Regions from separate parts of the Cricetulus griseus genome. Here region 2 is linked to region 1. A link is a contact called in public Hi-C data. All regions are on one chromosome and are shown on one strand. Each heading gives the region's core, a stretch centred on a gene start, on an enhancer-like site or on the middle of the called end of the contact. The rest is flanking DNA. Distances are from core to core; before and after follow the strand shown. Region 1 overlaps LOC103163433 (a long non-coding RNA gene). Region 2 holds the start of Spin1 (spindlin-1).

Evidence for each region. Hi-C and Micro-C count contacts between places; a contact is called where the count stands out from the background.
Region 2: a contact with region 1 is called in a Hi-C map of the CHK-Q cell line, with 7 times the contacts expected there. The contact joins the promoter of Spin1 here to the enhancer-like site in region 1. A contact is called at or near these places in 2 of 8 Hi-C or Micro-C datasets (the CHK-Q cell line and fibroblasts).

The regions. Positions count from the first base shown.
Region 1 is chr3:269,950,893-269,958,706 of CriGri-PICRH-1.0, reverse strand. LOC103163433 (a long non-coding RNA gene) reads left to right here. Exons shown (of 10, transcript XR_004769409.1): 4 at 4,318-4,692; 5 at 5,404-5,479; 6 at 6,431-6,471; 7 at 6,897-7,236. Among named protein-coding and RNA genes, the nearest start is that of Spin1, 60 kb to the left of the region's middle. Within about 2 kb of position 5,081, at least 1 of the 6 cell types and tissues checked has open chromatin away from gene starts, as enhancers often do.
Region 2 is chr3:270,010,257-270,018,070 of CriGri-PICRH-1.0, reverse strand. It overlaps Spin1 (spindlin-1), which reads right to left and starts at 3,371. Exons shown (of 6, transcript XM_035442969.1): 1 at 3,211-3,371. LOC103163430 (a long non-coding RNA gene) reads left to right here. Exons shown (of 3, transcript XR_003484225.2): 1 at 1-2,359; 2 at 2,833-2,917; 3 at 3,360-3,998.

The sequences.
Region 1 (7,814 bases), core at 3,832-6,331:
TCATTGACAAGCAAAAATTATGCTTTAAAACTGAGATTAAATCCAGAAACCACACCATGGGAACTCACCAGTGTCTAAACATAAGTAACTGATTTAAGACCTCTGATTGAAACCTGGCTCCCACAGCATTTTCTCATAGCTGAGTGGCTGGTCTCAGTCTCTAGAAGGCTACGTTTCTCCACCACTCAATCACAACCATGACCTCATCCTTTCCCGTGCCAGAGAAGGGAAACAAGCTTAGACTCAAGGAGCAGGGAGGCTGGCTCCCATTTCCTGACTTTCAGGGATTTCATTTGCTAAGCCTGGATTCTGGGCATCCCTCAAAGCTGGCAGAGCTCAATTTCAGCAGGAAATTTAGAGTCAAGCATGAGAAAAGTGAAAGTTCCCCAATTCCCAACAGGAAGGCTCCTGCCAAGGGCTGTAGAGCTATTCGGTAGTTCTCCCTAAGAAAGCAAGCAAGCCACAAATGGGACAGAGCAACGGGAGACGTTTGCAATCTGGGTGCTGCATTATTCTAAATGCCAAGCAAGAACAGGGTTGTTCTGGTAACTTTGGAAACATCCGGAAGTTACTTGAGCTGTCTGACCATGCTTGCTGAGGACCTAGGTCTTTACATGTCTTAAGTGTGTTCTGTGCACACTAAAGGTAATAAAGAAAAACTCCAGGCTTGCTTTCTTTGTATATCGTGATGCTTAACACACCAGAGAGGCCATTATACCATGGGTCCCTTTGGGGCCCATTGCACAGTGCTTGTAAAGAGCCAGCTGCTATGTTTGATAAATAGGGAGAATGGATTGCCTTCTCCCCTGATCCATTCTTCTCTTTGGGGGGGGGGGCACCTGAACTGAGTGCTGATGGGAACCCTCTTAATCTCCACCCACACTTCCCTCTCTGGGTCCCCAGAGCTCTCCAGTCCCTCCTAGCCTCTCTTGGTGGGGTTCTGCTTCCCAGACAGTGCCGGCTATGTGCAGGAATCAGGCTTATCCTTCTACTGTATCAGAAGACAATGAGACTCCCAGGCCATCAGGTTGAAGCAAGGGCAGTTCCTGGGGAATCCATAGGCTCCATATGGGATTTTCTGAGTGACGCCTTCTTGTGGAGCTGACCATCTGGGGTAGCTGCACGCTTTCCCTGGGGACAGTCCTCTCTTCTCTTGTGTTTGTTTTCTCTATTTACAGACCACACCACTCTGAGCACACCTAAATCTATTATTTGCCTAGTGCTTTACATCGCAAACATTTTCCATATTGAACGTTGCACCCAAGGGAGGATGGTTTTCGATTGGCCAAGAAGGCAGACTCTCATTTAATACCCAAGCAGGCAGGCTTTGCTTCAATAAACACAGGAGAGTTTGGAGGTACAAGTTGGGGGTTGAGAAGTCAGGCAGCCCAGCTTTGATGGCGGTGATCTCCATCACTGCCCCCGCCCCGTATTATTCTCTTTGTGTCTCCTTTTTCTGTCCTGTGAAATAGGAACTTTTTCATAAGGTGTCCAGAAGCTGGTTGGAGAGGGTTTCTCTAGACGGTGAGAGCTTGTTTGATCCTAACAGTTTCCTCCCTCCCTCCCTTCATCTCTCCCTCCCTCCCTCTCTCTCTCTCTCCCTCCCTCCCCCTTTCCTGCAATTCTCTAGGATAAAAGCTCAAGCATACAATGGCTGAGTCATAAGGTCCCAGGGCTCAGTTTGTAGGTATCTGGAAATTACTTGGCAGAGCATGCGTTTCATTTTCTGTTATCAGCATGGATATATGAAAGGCCAAAGTTCCTTGGAACTTTGCCAGTGTTTGGTATTATGGTTATTTTTCATTTTAGCCCATTTGGATAAGAGTTGGTGGTGAAATTTGACTGTGACTTGAACGGCCAGTGCTTTGACGCCCTCTCCACGTGCTTGCCTGCCATTCTCATGTCCTCTTTGGTTAAATACCTACACAGGACTTCATCTCCCAAATCATTTTTTCAATTGTCGAATTTTAATATTCTGTGTGTTCTAGATAGAAGGCCTTTGTTGGATATATGACTATAGATATTTTACATCTGTAAGCAATTATTTATCTTTTCTTTCTTCCTTTTTTTGAGACACGTTCTCATGTATCTCAGGATGGCATTGAAGTCAATATATAGTCAATACCATATATATATATATATATATATATATATATATATATATGTACACATACATATATGGTGATGGTTGATGGCAAAAGCTGCAGCTCCCCACCAGTATGGCAGCATTTTGAGGGCACGAATATTTGGCAAATTGCCTAAGTGATTTGGGCCTTGTGTTGCATGCTTTTCTCCAACTACAGGCTGACTTTCCATGCTCAGAACTCACGGGCTAGGTATACTAAATGCATTTTCAACATGGAATATTTTCATCTTACAATGTGTTTATGGGGGAACCCAACTCATATGTCAAGAATAGCTATCGAGGAAATCCACAGGACTGTAGTGTAGTCCAGTCAGTAAATAGCTTGCCTTGTAAGCATGGGGACCTGAGTTCCATCCCTATGATGGGTATAAGGGGATAGAGAGACAGCTCAGCAGTTAAGACCACTGAACAGCTCTTGCAGAGGACATGAGTTCTATTCCCAGTATACCCTGGAGACTTACAACTATCAGTAACTGCAGTTCACTGGGATCTGATGCCCTCTTCTGACCTCTGAGAACACCAGGCACACACATGGTATGCCTGCCATGCATATGAAACAAAAATAAACAAACTGTTTAAAATGTTTGGCCATGGTGCTATGTACTTGTAATCCTAGCACTTGAGAGGAGAGGGGACACAGGAGAATCTCTGGAGCCCATTGGCCAGTTCTTTTAGCCTAAATGGTGAGTTGCAAGCCAGTTAGAGACTCTTTGTAGAAAGAAGTTTCTTTCTTTTTTTTTTCTTTTTTAAATTTAAATTAGAAACAAGCTTGTTTTACATGTCAATCTCAGTTCCCTCTCCCTCCCCTCCTCCCCTGCCACCCACCGACCCCCTATCCCATCCCCTTTCTGCTCCCCAAGGAGGGTGAGGCCTTTAGACAGAAGTTTCTGTCCCAACCATTCCTGCAGCCTTTCAGCCCCAAATAAACACACAGAGGCTTAAATTATAAACTGGTTGGCCTACTGCTCAGGCTTATTACTAACAAACTCTTACAACTTAAGTTAACCAGTAATTCTTATTTATGTTTAGCCATGTGGCTTGGTACCTTTTCTCAGTAAGGCATTCTCATCTTGCTTCCTCTGTGTCTGGCTGGCAACCTAGTCTCTACCGTTTCTCTTCGCAGAATTCTCCTACTCTGGCAGCCCTGCCTATACTTCCTGCCTGGCTACTGGCCAATTAAACGGGTCCTTTTTGCTTGAGTGTGTGTGTGGTGTGCACGTGTGCATGTGTGTACATGTTTTTGCATTTGTGTGGACACACAAATATGAGTATGCACATATGCACATGAATGTGGAGACACAATACCCAACTTGCTCTGGGGAGACCCTGTCTTCACCTTTAGAGACTGTAATTACACGTGGGCCACCAGGCCCATTCAGCCTTTGTGTGGGTTTCTGGGGATCTGAATCCCAGCCCCTGTGCTTGCACAGCCGGCACTTACCTGCAGAGCCATCTCCCTGGCCTACATGTGTGTTTCAGTGCTCAGTGAATAACAGTCTTCTGCTGACTGTCATTACGGCATCATCGTGACTATAGGCACCACTTCAAAGAATGATAGACAACTAAGGTCTCCTTCACTGACAAAGCCACAGTGGGGCACAGATATGACTGTGGTTTGTCACCCACATTCACACGAGGAAAAAAACATTCAGTTGTACCTGGAAACTGGTGAAAATAAAAACATGGCATTTCTTTTTAATCCAAATTTTTGGGGACTCAGAATTCTTCCATTACACCTGAGGATAAGAAGCTCCAAGCCATGCAGAGTGACACAGGAAACACAGATGTAACATTCAAGTAAGGGCCATACACACAGGCAGCAGTCTTGCACTCCTCTCCCCATGTAAGGTTTCCCTGGGACTCTTGGTCTCTTTCTGAGGCCACATTGGGTCTCACCTTCCCTGCCCTTGGTCTGGGCATGGTCACTCTTTCCTTTCTCAAGTGTCTCTGACTCTTTTTAAAAAAGTGATTTATTTTTACTTTTAAGCGTGTGTGTGTGTGTGTGTGTGTGTGTGTGTGTGTGTGTGTGTGTGTGTGTGTGCTCATACATGGGTGGAGGTACCCACAGAGGCCAGAGGGGTCAGATTCCCCCTGAGGCTGGGTTTGCAGTACTGTGAATGCAAGAGCAGTAAGTGCTCTTAATATCTGGGCTCTGTCTCCATCCCCTGTAGCCTCGATCAAGCCTTGATCAAGCAAGCAGACACCCGGGTGTTGACAGTACACGCTGCACAGCACGTCCAAGGGAGAAGAAAGAGCCCCAAGCCCCACTCAGCTACAACTCTGACCGATTGGAAACAGCTGGTTGGAACAGTATGAAAAGTACCAGGCCACTTGGTTGGCTTCCCACGCAGATGCATACATAATCAAGAATTCCAGAACTGTGGGAAACCCTCCCTGTTCAGGAAAGACACATGTGGCAGCTGAGTAGTGGACTGGCCAGAAAGACTCCGGGAAGAGGGGGATGCGACTGCCCCAGCCAAGGGAGTCAATCCCTATTGCATCCCAGCCGCACTCATGGGGTATGCTGGTGGCACAAAAACCATCAGGTAGCACCACTTTCCTCTAGTAGGCTGGACTTGAATAGCAGGGCTGGAAGGAGGAGCCTCAGGTCAACCCCAAATGAACATCTCTCCATAAGAATAGGGAGTTCCCAGATGGTACCTTGAGGGATGGCTGACATCCCTCCCCCTGCATTTCTAGCCATTCACACACATGGATATGAAGTGAGATAATAGAGAACAGATTGAAAGTGGGCCAGGGAGGAGGGGGAGCAATGCAGAGGTCAGAGTTCATTGGGGAGGGTGGGGGGGGAGCTTGGAAAGAGAATATAGCGCTTACTTCTCAGTTCTGATTTTCACAAGCCTGAACTATGCAAGCAGAGAAGTATTTATGGCTGCCCTCCAACAGGGCAGATCCAGTCATGGGAGCCCAGGGAGGAATGTTTCTGCATACCAGCTTGCTGCCACCTCCAATTACCCTCAAATTCACCTTGGCCGGGGAGAGGGAGGGGAAAAGGGAGACAAAGGGGGGCATGGGGAGGAAGGGTTTCCGTATCTCCGAAGGGTCTTCAATGCAGCCTACAAGCTGCTTCCTGCTTTGATTTTTCACATTCTACCACTGAGGCTGCCCCAGGTTTTGTTCAGAGCTGTGGGGGTGGGGTGGGGGCCACTGGGTTCCTAGGATAGGACATGTTGAGTCTGGTTTCCAGGCTCTGACTCCATCCTGATGGAAGAAACTTCACATATCTGTCTTCCAAGGCTCCACAGGAATGACCATTGAAGACTGGGGAGTGTAGCTCAGCTGGGAGAACCTAATCAGTACCACATCAACCAGGTATGATGGTGTATGCCTGTAATCCCAGCGCTTGTTAGTTGGAGGGAGAGGGTCAGAAAGTCAAGTCCTCCTTGACTGCATAGTGAGTTACAGGTAGTCTGGACAGTATGAGACTATCTTAGAGGACACACACACACACACACACACACACACACACACACACGAGAGAGAGAGAGAGAGAGAGAGAGAGAGAGAGAGAGAGAGAGACAGAGAGAGATACAGAGAGAGACACACAGAGAGAGAGACACACACAGAGAAAGAGACACAGAGAGAGACAGGGAGACTGCCGAATAAATTCTGTGAGGTGCTTTTAAAACACAATACCAGAGTGTCTCATTAGGGCTTGAATTCCAGCAGTGGTTCCCTTTACCAAGTCACACAGAACTTATCCTCTGTCCCAGGATGTCTCCAAGCATCTTCAGGGCTCTTTGGACTCTATGAATTGTGGGTAAAGGTAGTTGTCTTTGGGTGTGCTTCACTTTAAGGGATGTGGCCATACCCTCTCTGATGTTCTCAAGGGCTTTAACTGGACCTCCAGCTAAGGCCCCTAGTCTAGAGTAAGGAATCCCATGAGCCTTCATTCATGTACAAACCCTGAGTACCACCACAATGCCAGACTCTGTCACCGCCTCACTTTCTCTTGTATTCTGCAAATCAAGCAAAGAGCTGGAAATTATCCTACTCACTGCTTTTCCTGTGTATTCAACAATCCACAGTCTTCTGATGTTGCTGTTTTTGCTACTGTGATAAAACACTTTACAAAAGTGATTTGAGGAAGGAGAGGTTTCTTTTACCTTATAGTTCCAGGGTATAGTCCATCTCTGTGGGGAAGTCATGGTCACAGATGTGTGAGGTGGTTGGTCACTCTGTGTCTACAGTATAGAAACAGAGAGAGAGGTGAATGCTGGTACTCAGTTGGCTTTTTCCTTTTTTTTTTTTTTTTTCCTTCAGTCCAGGAGCCCAGCCATGGAACCGTACCACTAACAGTTGGAGTGAGTCTTCTATTTCAGTTAACTCAATCTAGAAAACACCTCAAAGATTCATGCAGAGGTTCTAAGGACAATATCCTTTTGTTGGATAGTAGCCTCAGGTCATGAGGACTTGAGTCAGGCTGTATTGGGCAATCACCTCTAGTTATAAATAATTGCTTGGCCCCAGCCTGACTGGTCTGCTTCACCTCCAGAAACAATATACCTGTGCATCAAAACTCACCCTGTTCCCAGTCAAAGCACACACACACACACACACACACACACACACACACACACACACACACACCAGCCATAACTTCCTGTAGCTGTGTGTAGCTGTGTCCCGGCCCCACTTTGCACTCAACTCTCATCCCGGGAAAACAGTTGGGGTCCCTCATTGTTTCAATAAAGCAGTCTCAGCTTGTTGAAATCAAATCTGATTTCAGGTTTTGCCCCTAAGGAGCTGACTGGATGAGGCTCAACCACATAATGGAAGGTCAGCTGCTTTGCTTGAAATCTACAGTATGTCTGGCGTGAAGACTTACCTGACATGCACAAGCCCTATGTTCAATCACCAGTACCATAAAGTAAACAAATAAATGCTGTCAGAGTGATGTCTACACCAGTACCTGGCTGAACATTGGAGCACCATGATCTAATGAAGTTGACACACACAGTTGATCATCACAGATTGTAACATCTCCAAGCCTCAATTTCCTAAACATTTAATGACATTGATCATTGATGTATAAAGTGACAACGTGACAGCTCCAAGGCATGGTTCAGGTGAAGGTTTTTTATTGTAGATATGAGAGGAGGGGGAGGGAAGGGATGGCAGGGAGGGAGAGGTAGAGAGACCAGCCAAAGGTATCTACCATAGTCCAGAGCTAAGAGAGAAAGTAGTAGGTTGAACATGGCCAGCAGACTGGACCTGGACATGAGAGAAGGAGGAACAGAGCAGAGGTGGAGGGGGTGGGTGATGAGAGAGAGAGGAAGACAAGAAGAGAGTGAGGGCAAGGGAGGAAGACAAAGAGTGAGTATAACTGAAATAGCAGAGTTATAAGGAGAGTGTGTGGCTGGGGGAGGGAAGCCCAGGAGCTGGAGAAGTTTAGGGAAAGAGGTGGGAAGCGCTGTGTAGAGCTACGATAGACTCTGAAGCTTGTGATACTGAGGGAGCCTGGAGGCCGCAGGGACTTTGGTGTGTCAAAAGGCACCAGAGACAGCCATTTGTCCCTCTGCCAGTCATAAGGGAAATGGCTCCTTTTGGTAGAGGGGAACCAGTTTCACAAGTTTTTCAGGAATGCTGGCTTTTTCTAACCACCAGAATTTGAGGAAACGGAGTTTCCTTTGGATCTAACAATAAC
Region 2 (7,814 bases), core at 2,122-4,621, 61 kb before region 1:
TTGAGAGATGATTAGCTTTTTTGTTGGTGTTTAATGTGTGATAGTGGAGGCTGACAAGAACAAGAAGGGTGTGATGGGAAGGGGAGGCTGGAGTGGTAGTCTGGAACACTTCCTCTTCGTTGGTGAAATGCCTGGGTTTCTCTGCTGTATTAGGGTTCTGTAGATTAGCAAGGTACAGTGTGTGTGTGTGTGTGTGTGTGTGTGTGTGTGTGTGTGTGTGAGAGAGAGAGAGAGAGAGAGAGAGAGAGAGAGAGTGTTTTACTAGAATAGCTTGCAGACTGTGGTCCAGCTAGTCTAACAGTCCAGTAGTTGCTCAGTTCACAAGGCTGCATGTCTCAGCTGGTCTTCAGCGTACACTGGAATCTAATGTCAGTGAAGCACTGGACTTGCTAGTGGAAGCAAGAACAAGCAGGCAAAGACAGCAAGCTTCCTTCTTCCATGTCCTTTAAATAGGCTGCCAGCAGGTGTGCCACAGATTAAAGGTTTATCTTCCTCCCTCAAAAGATCCAGATTAAAGTTGTATCTTCTCACCTCAGAGATCTGAAATGATTTAATTAAGCAAGAACCCCTCATGGGTGTCCCCAGCAATTTTTTGGGGTTTCAGTTAGTTCCAGATGTAGTCAAGTTGGCAACCAAGAATAGACATCACATCTGCCTGGCAGTGTTGACACTTGTGACCTGGTGATTGGGAGGAATAGAGTTTTGGGTTGTTTTGCTTGAAGCAAGGTCTCACTGTCTAGCTGACCTAGAATGTGTTAGGTAAACCAGGCAGGCCTTTAACTTAAGATATTCCTGTGTAAGCCTCTCCAATGCCTGGCTGGATGACTGGGTTTTAAGGATGATTCCCCTGTGCTCTGTAGGGTGTTTGGCAGCATCCATGGCTTCTACCCACCTGCGGCCACTGGCAGATGCTCCCCCTCAATACTGGTCAACCAAATCCTCCAAGCCTAACCTTCTCTGTCTTCCCAAGCCCTGGTTTAAAAACTCACCTCTGCTGATTGTCTCCAGCAAACTGTCAAAAGTATATAAGCCACATCCTAGAGAGGTGAATGCCTAAATGGGATCTGGGGACAGGCTTTGCTTGTTTGCTTGTTTGTTTGTTTGTGTTTGTTTTTTTGAAACAAGGTCTTGTATAGCCCAGGCTGGCCTGAACTTTTTTTTATGTAGCCATCTTGGCCATCTTAAACCCCTTCCTCATCCACCTGCCTCCACCTCCCAAGAGCTGGAATGACAAGCATATACCACCACATCCAACTCAAATTGGACGTTTTGTGGGGAGTGGTGGCACACCCCTTTAATACCAGCACTCAGGAGGTGGAGGCAGCCTGAGTTTGATCTGGAACCTACATGTTGAAAAGAGAAAAACAGCTTCCTAGTGTTGTCATCTGACCACCACACCTGCACTGTGCCATTCACACGGACCCAAATAACATAAAATTTAAAATGTTATATATAAAATCGAATAAGCTCTGATTTTGCTTCCTACTGGCTCATCTTAAAATTCTTTTCTGCAGTGAAGTCAAGGATCCTGCTTTACATTCCTGAGGGGCCTCGTAAGGATAAGTGAACTCCTTGGGCGGCTGGCAGCAGTTCTAGTCTGTTTCACCAGCTGACAAGTATTCTCAGTTACAGGATGACTTACAGGAGTTCCTGCTAGCTCCACGACTGGCACCAGCAACTATAGATTCACAAGCCCCTCTCACTAGAGAATTGTGGCATCACAGTGGTCTCCCAAGAACAGAGACAGTTCTGTTGAGCCTGTATAGGTCACTAGGAACAGCATTCTTAGAGCCACAACCAATATGCTCTTGCTAAACTAGGCTTGGCCTATACCCACCTCTATACTAAGGATAAGGAAAGTTTGACTTAAAGCAGCCTCCAGAATTGTCAACTGCACCTCGCTTGACATGTGAACAAGGTGTAACCTAACGTGAGTATGCCCTGTTTGCAAGCGAATGTCAGCTACTCCCCAGCTGAGCTTCCACAGATTGCAGCTGACTGACTGAGCACAGCAAGCTCTATAAGGCAAACATGGATTCTGAATCACTAAGGTATTTTCTGTATGACATTGCCTTTTCTCTAGCCACAAGTATAACCTGGACATATGGTAGGGCCAGACATGTTTGGTTCAGAACAGTGCTTGGATCTAGAACCTCTTCTCATAGGCTGCTTGCTTGATTGCTTTTTCTGACAGTCTCACAGTCCAAGGCTGTGCCTCTAACTCCTTACGTAACCAACGCAGACCTTGAACTTCCATTGCAGATGCTTCTATCCTCAAAGATTTGGGGTCACAGGTGTACAGCACCACACCAAGTGTATTCACTACTGGGGATGCGTCCCAGGACATCGTGAATGCCAGGTAATCTCTGTCAACTGAGCCGCTTCCCCAAAGCAACTCAGGGTTTCTCTAACACTCATTATACAAGCACGGTGGGTTCTGTGTGGAAGTCATTGGGCCACCATAACCTGTCTAGGTGATCAAAAAGCTCAGAAGGCCTCAGTGGAAGAAAGTTGGGATCAGACATAATTGGGCGTAGCCAGCCCTAGCAGGATCCTCTCCAGCTACCTGTCACACTTGGTGTCATAGGAGGCTGGAGGAGATTAGGATGTGTGCCCAAGGCCTTGTGATAACTAAAGTTGTGTTTTAGGTTTAAATTACTGTGCTTAAGAGATCTATAAAACAGTGCCATTCTCTGGGAGTCCTGGATATGGACCTGGCCAGTATTCATTGTCCTGGACAATATGTAATAAAGCCTGCTTCAAATTTGGCTCAGGAATTGTGGTAGTGATCTTATTCGCATCTGGTGGGATTAACAGCCTCTATTTCCTCAGTCTTCCAGGTCTTCTCCTGTAAGCACCCTTGTGTCTGTCCTCTGCCATGTCTCCACTATCCAGATGAAAGCTCTGCTGAGAGAAGGTGTTAACCCTGGGTGTCCCCCAGCTGCCTTACTTAATTTTCTGTTGCTGTGATAAAATACTCCAACAAAAGCAGCTTAAGAAAGGAGGGTTTGTTTCAGTTCACAGTTTGAGGTAGAGTTCCATCAAGATGGGGAAGTCAGTGGAAGGAACCTGAAACTTTTAGTCCCAGTCAGAAATAAGAGTGCAATGATCCAACCAAGAAATGGTTCCACCCACAGAGAGCAGCTCTCCTCTCCTCGGTTAAGATAATGCCCCCAGGGACATGCTCAGAGTCCCATCCCCAAGACTCACCAACCAGCCCTGAGCTTGGATGTCCTTGAGAACAGGATACACGTGAGCCCAAAGTCCTTCAAGTAGGCTGTCGGGAAGTAGTGTCAGTCTAAGATGGCTGCCAGGGTGACGTCATACAACTTCTAACTTCATTATAACTCCATCTGCAGGCAGACACAAACCTCCAAAGCCACGATAGTCATCGATTGTCACGACTGCAAGGAAGGAACTATAAGGAGAGAAGAGAACAGGTTCTGCGTGCTAGGGAGATCTCCATCCGTTTCCGGAAAGATGTAGATAGTCCTCCCTTCACCAGCCTGTCATCCCAACGCTGGAAAGTTGATTTGGAAGAAAGTCTCTGCTACTCAGTTGATCTTGATCCACATTTCCAATCAAAGGGGGCAAAAACTGGGTAATTAAAGGGTTCATCGATGACTACTGAAGACCAGTTAGGACCTGTAGATGGATTCCTTAATTTTAAAAATTGATCCCCAGGCGTGTCCTATAGAGGCAAGATATAATAATAATAATGAGGGGCCATGGGAAGAAAATGGAGCCTCCTCTTGCCCCTGCTTGCTGAGAACCTAGAGAATCATGAAGGCCAAAATTCCATAAATTTCCCATCTTGTAAAACTTGTTTTAGGTCTGCTATATTCCTGGAAATTAATGGTCTCACCCATTTCCTTCATATCCTTTGTGCTAATTCTTTTAAAGCTAGCCAGTCATGAAAGACTGTGAGATCAGACCCCAGCCTATAGGAAAAAGACACAACCTCCACCTGCCTTAGAATAAAAACCAAGTGAGCTTACCGCCCCAGTGTTCTTGCTAGCATGGTTTGTGCTATGGTGGAGCTGGATTACAGGTGTGTTCTGCCACACCTGGTGTATGCGGTGCTGGAGTGAACCCAAGGTTTCATGCATGTAGTCCCCACCCTGAGCTATATCCCCAGCCCAACACAGTCATTTTCTGTCATAGCTTAATATCTGGCAACTAGAGATCCTGCAGGCACAAGATACAGTTGCCAACCCCTCCAGGCTTCGTTCCTGTGGTGAATAGGAATGTCCCCCATAGACTTATATGGTTGAATGCTTGGTCACTAGGAATGACACCCTTAGGAGGTGTGGCCTTGGTGTGTCACGGGGGTGGGCTTTGAGGTCTCAGAAGTTCAAGCCAGGCCTAGTGACTCAATTCATTTGCTGCTGCCTGCAGATCAAGATGTAGAACTCCCAGCTTCTCCAGCACCATGTCTGCCTGCTGCCACCATGTTTCCCGCCATGACAATAAAGGACTAAACCTCTGAACTATAAGCCAGCCCCAATTAAATGTTTCCCTATATAAGAGTCACCATTGTCACAGTGTCTCTTCACAGCAATAGAAACCCTAAGACACCTCCCAACATCACTGCTGAGTAAAGAGAGCCACAGCCCTTCCACATCCTGACCAGACATGTCAAGGGAACCACAAGAGATCTGGAGGCACCATCCCCAGGAGGGGATGCTTAGTGTGCATGTTCAAGAATGTCTATGCTGTGTTCTGTGAACATTTCACGGTGGTGGGGAATGTTTACTGAGTGGAGAACTCTAAGATGGACACAGTGATAGCACGGTCAGCCATTCCTGCCACCTCGCTGGCTTCCTGTGTCCCCTGGTATAGGGCCACCACCCTTCAGGTTACTTTCTGCACAAGTGCACCAATCAATGTGTCTAAGTGTTTTCCTCAGAGACGCTGGCTCGGGATTGGATCATCCTCCCCACTTCTCTCACCTGTATTGGACGGCACTGATCCCATCAGTTATGCCAGTGTTGGTTTGTTTGCTTTTCTATTTCCTGGGCCTTCACCCCATGATAAAGGCCAAAGGGCAGGGATCAAATCTATTTCAATGCCAGGCTACTCCCTAGACAGTAGTTGGGAATCAACCCTATTTGTCACAGAGGACTGTGGGAATTCCTGGGAATACTCAGTCACCTGTGGGTGTTAGACCATAGAACCTCTGAAAATAGCAGGCATTGGGGATAGGGTGGGGTTAAATTCTTTTTATTCACTTTTAAGGAGTTACACCAAACATCAAACATTTAGACAGTTAGTGAGATGGTTCAGTGGCTAAAGCCCTTGCTGCGCCAGTGTGAAGATCAGAGTTCAGATCCTCAGCACCCAGCTACAAGCCGGTGGGCATGGTCATTGTCACGTGCTGTTCCAGCTCACTGAGAGCTCACCATTCCAGACTTTTAAGCATGTTTGACTAAAAGCATCCTCCAAGGCCACTTGTCTACAGATGGGCTGGGTAAGCCCAGAAAGAAGTGCAAAACAGCTCAAGACTAAAAACATTATGTCCTTGAGAACAGATAAAAAGTGAACCATCCAACAGAGGTTGCTATTGTTTATCCCATGATACAAAAGTGCCAGTAGTGGAGAAAAAAAATCCAGAAGTTCACGGCTGGGAAGGCCAGCTGTGGAGGGGAAAGTGCAATTAGAAACTCCAGCTGATTGCCTCAGCTTCCCCACGTAACTTATACTGTGAGTTCTGCGCATACAGGTTGATGTTATCTCTGCCTAGTGCTGTTTGTTCTTTTACTTGGAAGCTTCCCTGAGGGGACACTGCACCCTGCCTGGGGATTCTCTATTGTGAAATCCAGCTGGCAGTCTCAATGAGACTTCTTCAGTTGATTTCTCTTGGATGTTTTTAACACACAATTTGTCTGTCTACCTACCTATCTCCCTAGCTCTTGTAATTTATTCTCTTGTTTCGGCTTGTTATATACCTAACAGATTTATACAAAAAAGAAAGTATGACTATTGTAGATCATTCTTCACACTGTACAGAACAACACCCTTGTGTTTCTGTTCACAGTGCCTATTGTTTTCTTGTTGTTGTTTTGTTTTTGTTTTGTGTGTGTGTGTGTGTGTGTGTGTGTGTGTGTGTGTGTGTGTATATGTGTGAGACCCAAAGGAAACTCCATTTCCACAAATTCAAAATGGCAGAAGGGACTCTTGGCTATTTGTGGTGCCTATGAGCATACCAAAGCACACCTCCAGGCTACCTCAGTATCGCAATTACCAGTTACTCATTCCAAAATCCTCCTCCCCTTACCCTAAACTTCTCCAGCTCAAGGGCTTCCCTTCCTCCTAGCTACTCAGTCTCTTTTTACTGCTATTTCCCTCCTTATCGCTTTCTTAACACCCTACCACACCCTTAAGATTGAGACAAAGAAGGGATTTGGGAGATAGCTGGGTTGATAAAATGTATGTCCCACCAGTATGAAAACGAAGTTCAATTCCTAGCATCTATATAAAAAAAATCTGAGCATGGTGGCACAGGCTTGTAGTTCTAGGCTTGAGAGGTGGAAACAGGAGGATCCCTGGAGTTTCCTGGCCAGCCAATCTAGCCTAATTGGCAGGCCCCAGGTCCCAGTGAGAAACTATGTCTCAAACAATAATGTGGATGGCTCTCCAGAGGAATGACACCCAGGGTTGACTTTTGACACAACACACACACACACACACACACACACACACACACACACACACACACGAATATAAGACCTCCTAGATCAGACTTAGTTGTGAACAACTTTCCTTTGAGCTCAGTAACATCTGACGGTGGCCTGGACTGGAGAACTACTGAGAAGTCAGCAAACGGAGCTAATGAATTAATCTGAAGGTAGCAATGATACGTTAGTTAACCAACCCAATGCTGTAAACCCTTCTAGCACAAAGCTGACACCAGCCACAGCTCAAGGATTTTACAGTAGACACATGCAAGTCGTAGACTTCTGAAGGATTCTTACCAGAGAAGATCTGTAAATCCCACTGGGTGAGAGTAGGACCACTACCACATATTTTTTTAGCTAAAATTAAAGCAAGCTTTATAAAATACTAGCCAGGTCTCTGAATATTGGCCAGGTCCATACCCAGAATTCTCAGAGAATGGCACCAAATTGCATTAGACAGGAGCTTCTAAAAGCAAGACCCACAAGGCTATGCACTTCCCTCCTTTGTCCAATAAGGGGTAAGCGGACATTCTGACGTACTTCCTGCCCACATGTGATCAAGCACATCCTGTGCAGCTGGGTCAGCCAACCTTGTTTACAGAAAGAAAACATGTGACTTGTTATCTTACATGAACAACAGCCCCCAGCATTCCAGGAATTTACCTGTCCTTGGGCAAATGGGGTTTACAGGTTAGAGGCGGGTTTTGTTTTATAGATCTCTTAAACACAGTAATTTAAACCTGAAATGTAACTTTAGCCCTCACACTACCACCAGAACCCCTTGAGTTGTATTCTGAGTCAAATACTTGGCTTTGTGGTGAAGGGACCAGCAGCCATAACAGCCTAGCACGTGCTTGCCTGACCTTGCCTTGGTCACTAGGAGGTCAGATGCCTGCCTTGTGGCAAGGAACCAAGCAGAAGTTAGCTGGTAGTGCTATGCTTTACGGCTCTGGGTGTGCATTATGGACAAGTGCACAGCAATGATGTGCAGAGCATAGCAACCGCCCTGAGAGGTCCTATGGGCCATAACAACCAGTTGACCAATCAACACAGGGCAAACCCTCCAAGCCTGGAGGCACACCAATCCTGAGCCTGTTCGTACCCCTAGACACTTCCCTTACGATGCCCTATAAGATC